Regions from separate parts of the Zea mays genome. Here region 1 is linked to region 2. A link is a contact called in public Hi-C data. All regions are on one chromosome and are shown on one strand. Each heading gives the region's core, a stretch centred on a gene start, on an enhancer-like site or on the middle of the called end of the contact. The rest is flanking DNA. Distances are from core to core; before and after follow the strand shown. Region 1 holds the start of LOC542701 (cysteine protease 1). Region 2 holds the start of LOC100191283.

Evidence for each region. A called contact is a pair of places that touch in the nucleus more often than the background predicts.
Region 1: a contact with region 2 is called in a Hi-C map of endosperm, with 2.3 times the contacts expected there. The contact joins the promoter of LOC542701 here to the promoter of LOC100191283 in region 2. A contact is called at or near these places in 2 of 25 Hi-C or Micro-C datasets (endosperm and leaf mesophyll).

What each region holds. Positions count from the first base shown.
Region 1 is chr5:162,040,865-162,044,450 of Zm-B73-REFERENCE-NAM-5.0, forward strand. It overlaps LOC542701 (cysteine protease 1), which reads right to left and starts at 2,109. Exons shown (of 4, transcript NM_001371648.1): 1 at 1,585-2,109; 2 at 1,358-1,477. The coding sequence starts at 2,049.
Region 2 is chr5:161,863,882-161,867,425 of Zm-B73-REFERENCE-NAM-5.0, forward strand. LOC100191283 reads left to right here and starts at 1,837. Exons shown (of 7, transcript NM_001136717.1): 1 at 1,837-2,299. The coding sequence starts at 1,980.

The DNA.
Region 1 (3,586 bases), core at 859-3,358, 180 kb after region 2:
GAATATGAACTTCAGTACTGCATTGTGGAGAAGGTACGAAAACGAAAAGAAAAAATAGAAGGGGAAGAAACTCAGGAAGTCCAGTCCAAAAGACCACCTAACAACCCATATAACCTTCCCTAAGCACGACCTAGTGATGTCACTCTCCGGAGACCCTTCCATCAGGTGCCACCTCTCTCCCTCCCTCCTCCCCCTTTCTTTATACATCCCCCTACCCCCTCCCGTTCACATCTGTTGCTGCCGCCATCACCTCTCCTCCAGTCCTTGCCGCTTCCCCTCCCCTTCCCCCATGCTGGTGCCGCCCCCTTGCGATGACTTGAAAACCATGTACAGTGAAATTGCATCTTGCTGATGAATGTAGCGATAGTCTATGCATATAACGATGATTCAAAAACTTTGCATTCAAAATAGCCAAATAATGTTCCAGAAGATTGTCAAAAACGCCTACCCAGGCTGAATAATGGATGGTTATTACAATAGTAAGCCAACTCATTGCAATCCCATGTTCCTAGGAGCAAGCCCCACTCAGATAGTCAGCTGTTCAAGAACAAACCTAACTATAGAACTGACACATGAGAAATGAAATGTCAAATCCTAGGATGTACAATATTATCACCATGCTTTTGTTCAAATTATACCCCACTGTTCGGAACTTATGAAGTCAGATTCCACAAGGCCCCGAAGGCTCACAGGTTCCGAACCATAAGAGCTTAGTTGTGAAGACAAGATGTATGATCTACAAAGACTATAACTCTATAAGACATACAAATAACGCCAGCAGCTCCATGGTCAAGTGAATCAACCTACTCTATCAGTAAACTAAGACAGTAATTTGTTATCCAAACTTGAATCACTGTGGATTCACCCCTCAAGGAGTAAGCAACTCCAAGAGCCTCACTATATCCTTATGTCAATTAGATCTCCAAATATTGTTATCATCTATTCCTTATTTCTAGCTAGCTAGACAAAGATGGAGAACGGGCAGGCAACCACAAAGTGTGCAGAAGATGATGAAAGGTGAGTTTTAAAAAAGATGGTCGGAGATGCTCTACCATCTCAATATTGTACCACTCTTTTAGCCGCTAATTTTATTTTGAAAAATTATCATGAAACCTTTCCATTCTTCCAAACCCCCGTTTTCCTACTCAGACTCACGGTAGGTGCACCACTGCCCAATCGGAAAGGAGGAAAATAGGAAAAGGACATCACACTAGCTTACAAAACATGGGCTATGGCCGGAAACCCAGCCTTCCTAGCACATGTGACCATGAACCAATCCCATAAAAAAGTACGATAATAGTAAGAAAACTATGAATTTAATCTATGGATGAAAGAAAAGGGCAGTTTCCTTCCTCACCTCGTGGTCACAGTCGACGAACTGCTGCTCCGAAAGCACCTCCAGCTTGCCAGTTGCGAGGTAGTGCGCACCCTCCAGCGCTCCAGACGCGCTGAACGACCAGCACGACCCGCACGAACCCTAAACAACAGCCGGGGAAAGGAAATTTAGGACCCAAACAGATCGCTGAGTACTATGAAAGAACTGCTCCGATCTGTGGATCCATGGTCAACAGATTGGAAACCGACCTGGTTCTTGACGGGGCCGACGGCGCCGTGGTCCCTCCAGTCGAAATCGTCGGGGAGACCATCGGTGGGGAGCACGGGCGCCTCGTGCGCCGACTCCCCGAGTTCTCTGAGGAGAGCGCGCCGGGACTTGCGGAGGCCGAGGTAGGTCCGGCGGAACTCTGCCGGCGTGAGGTCGGAGAACTTAGTGACGCCGTGCTCCGCCGACGGGTCCAGCAGCTGGTGCCGGCGCGCGCGGCGCAGGTTGGCCTTGAAAACGGACAGCCGGTACGCGTGCTCGTCGGCGTCCTTGTAGGACTTGCCGAACCGCTGCACGAAGCTCAGGAAGTGGGACTCCGCGTTCAGCTCCAGATCGTTGTCATCTCCACCGGGAACCACCTGCCGGATCAGCGGGTCCTCCGCGTCGACGGCGGCGGCAACCGCGGCGGCCGACGCGAGAGAGAGGAGGAGGAGAACGCGATGAGCCATCGGGGGATTCCTTGCTTGTCTGGTTTGGATTGGGTTGCTTGGTTTCGGTTCCCTTCTCCCCCGCTACTGTCACTTTATACTAGGAAGTAGTTGTTGTTTAGATATTTTTTTGGAGGCTTCATAAACCTCTAGATGGTGCGATTTTTCGTGTAAACCCCCAATTATAGTGATAATATCAACCGCGCTCCAAAGATATTTTGTGATGATCCGATCACAGGGGATAAGGGGCTACATGGGGGCACGGCCGTCCCCTAGCAGCCCACACTACATGGCGGTTTCTTTTTCTCACCCCTTGTTGTTGGCGTTCACCTCTAAACACTTTTCATTTTTGTTTTCCGTGCACCTTAGTAATCGTTAGTTAGAAGAAATTTGATAATAGATAATGAGTAGGTATCGAAAATGTTGGGAACTTGTTCTTAAATGCTTCGAATTAAGAATAAGGCAACATAAAATATTAATGGTTAGGGGTCTTCGTCCTTCGAATCATTATTTCTCATAGGATATAATGATCTTCAGACGAAGGTCATGAAGCACGTACCTTCATCATCATATTATATATTAATGAAAAAAGAAGCATATGAAACATGAGGAGTAAAATGAATAGTTATATAACATCATTAATATATCTTTTTTATATCATTATAAATGAACATGAATTACATTGAATTGTATTTGTACCTTCGGCTTGACAGAAGGCAAAGGTCCAAGCGTGACGTACGAGTGAATACAATCCAGCGTGAACAGTACAGAGGTACTGTTCACCTATTTATAGGCACAGGACGCAGCCCGGTCAGAATTACATTTATGTCCTTGGCAATTAGTTACAACCATGACACAAATTATCATGGACCGATTGGTCTTTTCCTCTTTAAGTCGGTGCAGCCCTTCGTCTCAAGGCATGTCGCTATGCCGAAGCTCCCTGGATGGTAGCTTCGGCATGTACCTTCGCGTTGTATGTACTGATCTTCCGAAGATGTTTCTTCTTAAAGGACCTTTGGCGATGAAGTAGTCTCCCAACAATAGCTCCTTCGCGGTGCTAGATCGTTTTTTGTAACGAGCTTGATCCGTGAAAAATCTCCAAGGCTTCGGAATGCCGTAGATCCAAAAAACACCTTCCCTGAGCTCGTTGTCAAGAAACGATTAAAATATTCCAAGCACGAGGTGGCCCACCATGCGGCGGGTACGCACGGTCTGGCGATTCGCCTCCCAAGCGTCGAGTGGTCCACCGTTCAGCGGGTGCGGGTAACTGTTCAGCGGGTGCAGGCAACTTGGCCATTCACCTTCCCACCTGCAGCACTATATAAAACAGAGAGGTAGGTGTGAAGTTACCACAACATTCATTGTCATTGCAGTGTTGTGCTGTTGAAAAATTTAACCATAGTCGAAGCTTTTTCACTGCATTCTTGAGCAAACCATCATCTTTAATTAGCTTCGTCAAAAGAGGGAGCTTCGTCAAAAAACTGTAAAAAACATCAGCTTCGTAAAAACTGCAAAAAAATTCATCATCAGATGGCCAGAGTACGCTCGACTGCAAGGG
Region 2 (3,544 bases), core at 587-3,086:
CTTGTTGCGGGCTCTTTGCTCGGGTTGTCCGGTCACACACTGGGCATGTATTGTTCACTGTCCGGTGCGCCACCAGAGCGTTGGCTGACTGCGCTCTTCTTGGATTTCTTTGCTATTTCCTTAGGCTTCTGTTGCTCTTGGACTTCTACACATCTTTTAAGTCTTCTTTTGAAGTGTTGCATCCTCAGTGCCTTAGTCCAATTCTCTTTGCGTCCTATGAACTTCAAACACAAACACTCGCAAACACATTAGTACACAGATTATGTTGATCATCAACACCAAAATCACTTAGCCAAATGGCCTGGGTCCATTTTCCTTACATTCGGCCATGTGTGTATGATAAGGCATGACATGGTTATAATATGATGACAGCGGGTTGTCGTAGTGTTGTTGTGATGGGTGCAAAAATTGCGCATATTATGCAGCTCCGTGTTTCGCGTAAGCATACCTAGACGGTCAGGTGTAAGCGACCAGGCGGTCCACGACCAAGTCGAACGATCTAGGGTTATACTCAGACAGTCTGGTCGTATATGGCGCTGCCTAGGTGGTTTGTGCGTGGGCTTGTGTAGGGTCGGACGACCCAGCAAAGGATGCCAGACGGTCCGTGAGGTAGCCGGACGGTCCGAGATGACTCTCGGACAATTCGATCATGTTTAGAGCCAGTTGCATGCTAGACGACGGTGGTTATGGTGGTGCTATGAACGTATTCATAGACATACCATACAATGGCTAGGTCTAGGATGATCTATTTCTAGCCGACGTGTTAGGTGTGTTTGGCTCCATATTAGTTCGTGCGAGGGAAAACTAGGGGCAGTAGATTTTTCATACGAACACACCCATCATTTAACAGATTAGTCTATATATTGTTTTAACTGATCCCCCGCTGTTCTATGAAAGCCTTAAAAGGTTGAAACGAAATGCTTATAGTGGGAGTTTGAGGCGAAGGTAGGAGAGATGTTATATCGATCTCCCATTGACGGATGATCTTCTGGTAGCGAGCCACCGTGAAGTGTGATAGATACTTTTTCCTTTGCCTTCTCGCGCTGTTTAGCGAGTTGTCGCAGCACTTCTTCATCTTCTCGTCTCATGAGGCCCTCAAAATGCTGTTGTCCATAAGCCAAGAGTGCCTTCATGGTCGACTTGATGATATTGGTGACAGAGACGTCAGTGTGATCTTTAGAATCAGCCATCTAGAGGCCGGTTTTTAGTAGAGTAGATATAAACAACCATCATGTGATTGCTATCATGTGATTGCTATGTTGTAAGAGAGGTTTAAAAATTTTAGACAACGTCCGGAGCCATGGCCCTGACGGCCATGCACCTGTCTCCGCCTCTACCAGCGACCGTACCGTACCACAGTATAAGAAACATTGAAGTCAGAGGATCATGCTTGACACCGAACTGCCTGCCTCCAATGTTGGTGTGGATCACACTCTGCTGATTGACACAACACTTTTGTTGATGAGCCAACAAAGTAGATTAGCCAGCAGCAGGGAAAGACAAGCAAGGACTGCGCGGATCATGCATGCTGCGTGCACGGACCACCCTACCGGCGTCTTCGTTTGTATGCTACCAGCCGTCTGCGTTTGTATGGTACCAGGCACGCACCTGGCGCCACCGGCTCGAGGACAAAACGGAGCAGTGAGTGAGGACGAGACACGAGAGGATGCCGTCTCCGTCCGCTGCCAAAGCGGCCACACTCCACACAGGCAAAGGCAGAGCCCGGCCGGGGGGCGTGAATCGTGCCAGTGCCAGTGCCACCCGCCCCGCAGCCCTAACTTGCTGGCGGCCGCCTATAAAATGCTGGAACACTCGCCTCGCCGTCGCCGGGGACCAAACCAACTCGAGTCATCGAGTTCCACAGCTCTCGCGTCGCGCGCAGCCAATCCCTCTCCCTCCGGCCTACACAGCCCACAACTCCCTTCTCCATCTCTCTCTCTCTCTCTCGCCCGTGTCGCCCCCTGTTTGTGTACAACCCCATGGCGACCCACGCCGGCGAGAACGGCAGCGGGCACGAGAACGGCGGCGGGCACGCGGAGTGGCGGTTCGCGCGGGCGGCGAAGGAGGGCGCGCTGGCCGTTGCGGGGGACAAGATGAGCATCCGGGCGGTGCGGTTCAAGATCAGCGCGAGCCTGGACGCGCGCGACCCGCGGCCCGTGCTGCCGCTGGCGCACGGGGACCCCTCGGTGTTCCCGGCCTTCCGCACCGCCGCCGAGGCCGAGGACGCCGTGGCCGCCGCGCTCCGGACCGGCAAGTTCAACTGCTACCCCGCCGGCGTCGGCCTCCCCGAAGCCCGCCGGTACGGTCAATCAATTCCTTCTTTCTTGTGAGTTGTGATGTGCTGTGCTGTCCTGGGCAAATCCGTTTCCGTCTCTGCATGCTCGCTCGCTCGGTCGGTGGTGCGCACGTTGCTCCGGTGCGCGATGCCACCACCAACCGCTGCGGCGTACGTGGCACGTCTGTGTCTGTCCTGGTTCAGTTGCATGTTTGTTTGGCTTGGCACTACCGCACTAGACGAAGGAAACCTCGTCAGACCTGCCTGCCTAGAAAGGACGTCCGGTCCATGTATATCTGCCTGTTTCCAATTGTATTTCTCCCGGGATTTTATAATTTATTATGAGTGTAGTAAGTATATGTTAGAAAATAAAAAAAATCAAACACTACTCTGTCTTGTAACGCACATGCGTGGAGGCTCGCTTGCTCAATGCTTGCAACCTTCTTATATCTCTCTGTCTTTGAAATGAAGCCATTGCTTAGTACAGCTCAAGTTCAGAGCTGTCGTGTTCATCGTATCCGTCGATCCATCCTAGCATAGGCATCTCAAAGGAAATTGTTTATAGTGTATATATAGGGTATAGGTATATCGTTTAGTACAGCTCAAGTTCAGAACAATCTCTGTCTTTATGGACCTCGACATGTTCTAAGCTCGAAGTCCCAGTACCAGTAGCCATGTGACCTCAAGTTCAGAACGATCTCTGTCTTTTATCGGCCTCATCTCACGTTCTAAGCTCAAGCCATGTGCCCTAAACATTCTTACGTTCATACTTGCAGTTTTTTTTAAAGGTATCCTGTTCAGAGTAGTTAATTATAGGATAAGCTCTGATTCAAATTGCATAGCATCAATCACGAGGCACACTCCTCATTAGCAAGGAGATTGAAAAAAAAGGTTGGTATGGCACGTGCACGTGCCGGCGCCGGTGTTCCACGAGGCCGCCTCGCGCTCGCCTCCGCCGCCCCCACCGCGTGATCTGCCTAGGCGGAGTAGGCATGGCCAAGCACGCGTCCGACGTGTCATGCACGCGTCCGACGTGGCACGCCACCTGCTCTGTGGCTCCGTAGCCGGGGGGGCCGGGCTGCTGTAGCCTGACGTTTCCGGCAAAACCACCTCTGAACTCTGAACTGAACCAAGTTTTCGGCAACCAAGGGGGAAAAAAAGGCTTTTCGTCATGATGGAGACGTGTCTTAATAATCCCTTAATTCTTCCTACTACTAGTAATCTACTAACACGGCACAAACGAGTACGTATTTCGAAACGCGAAAGGAA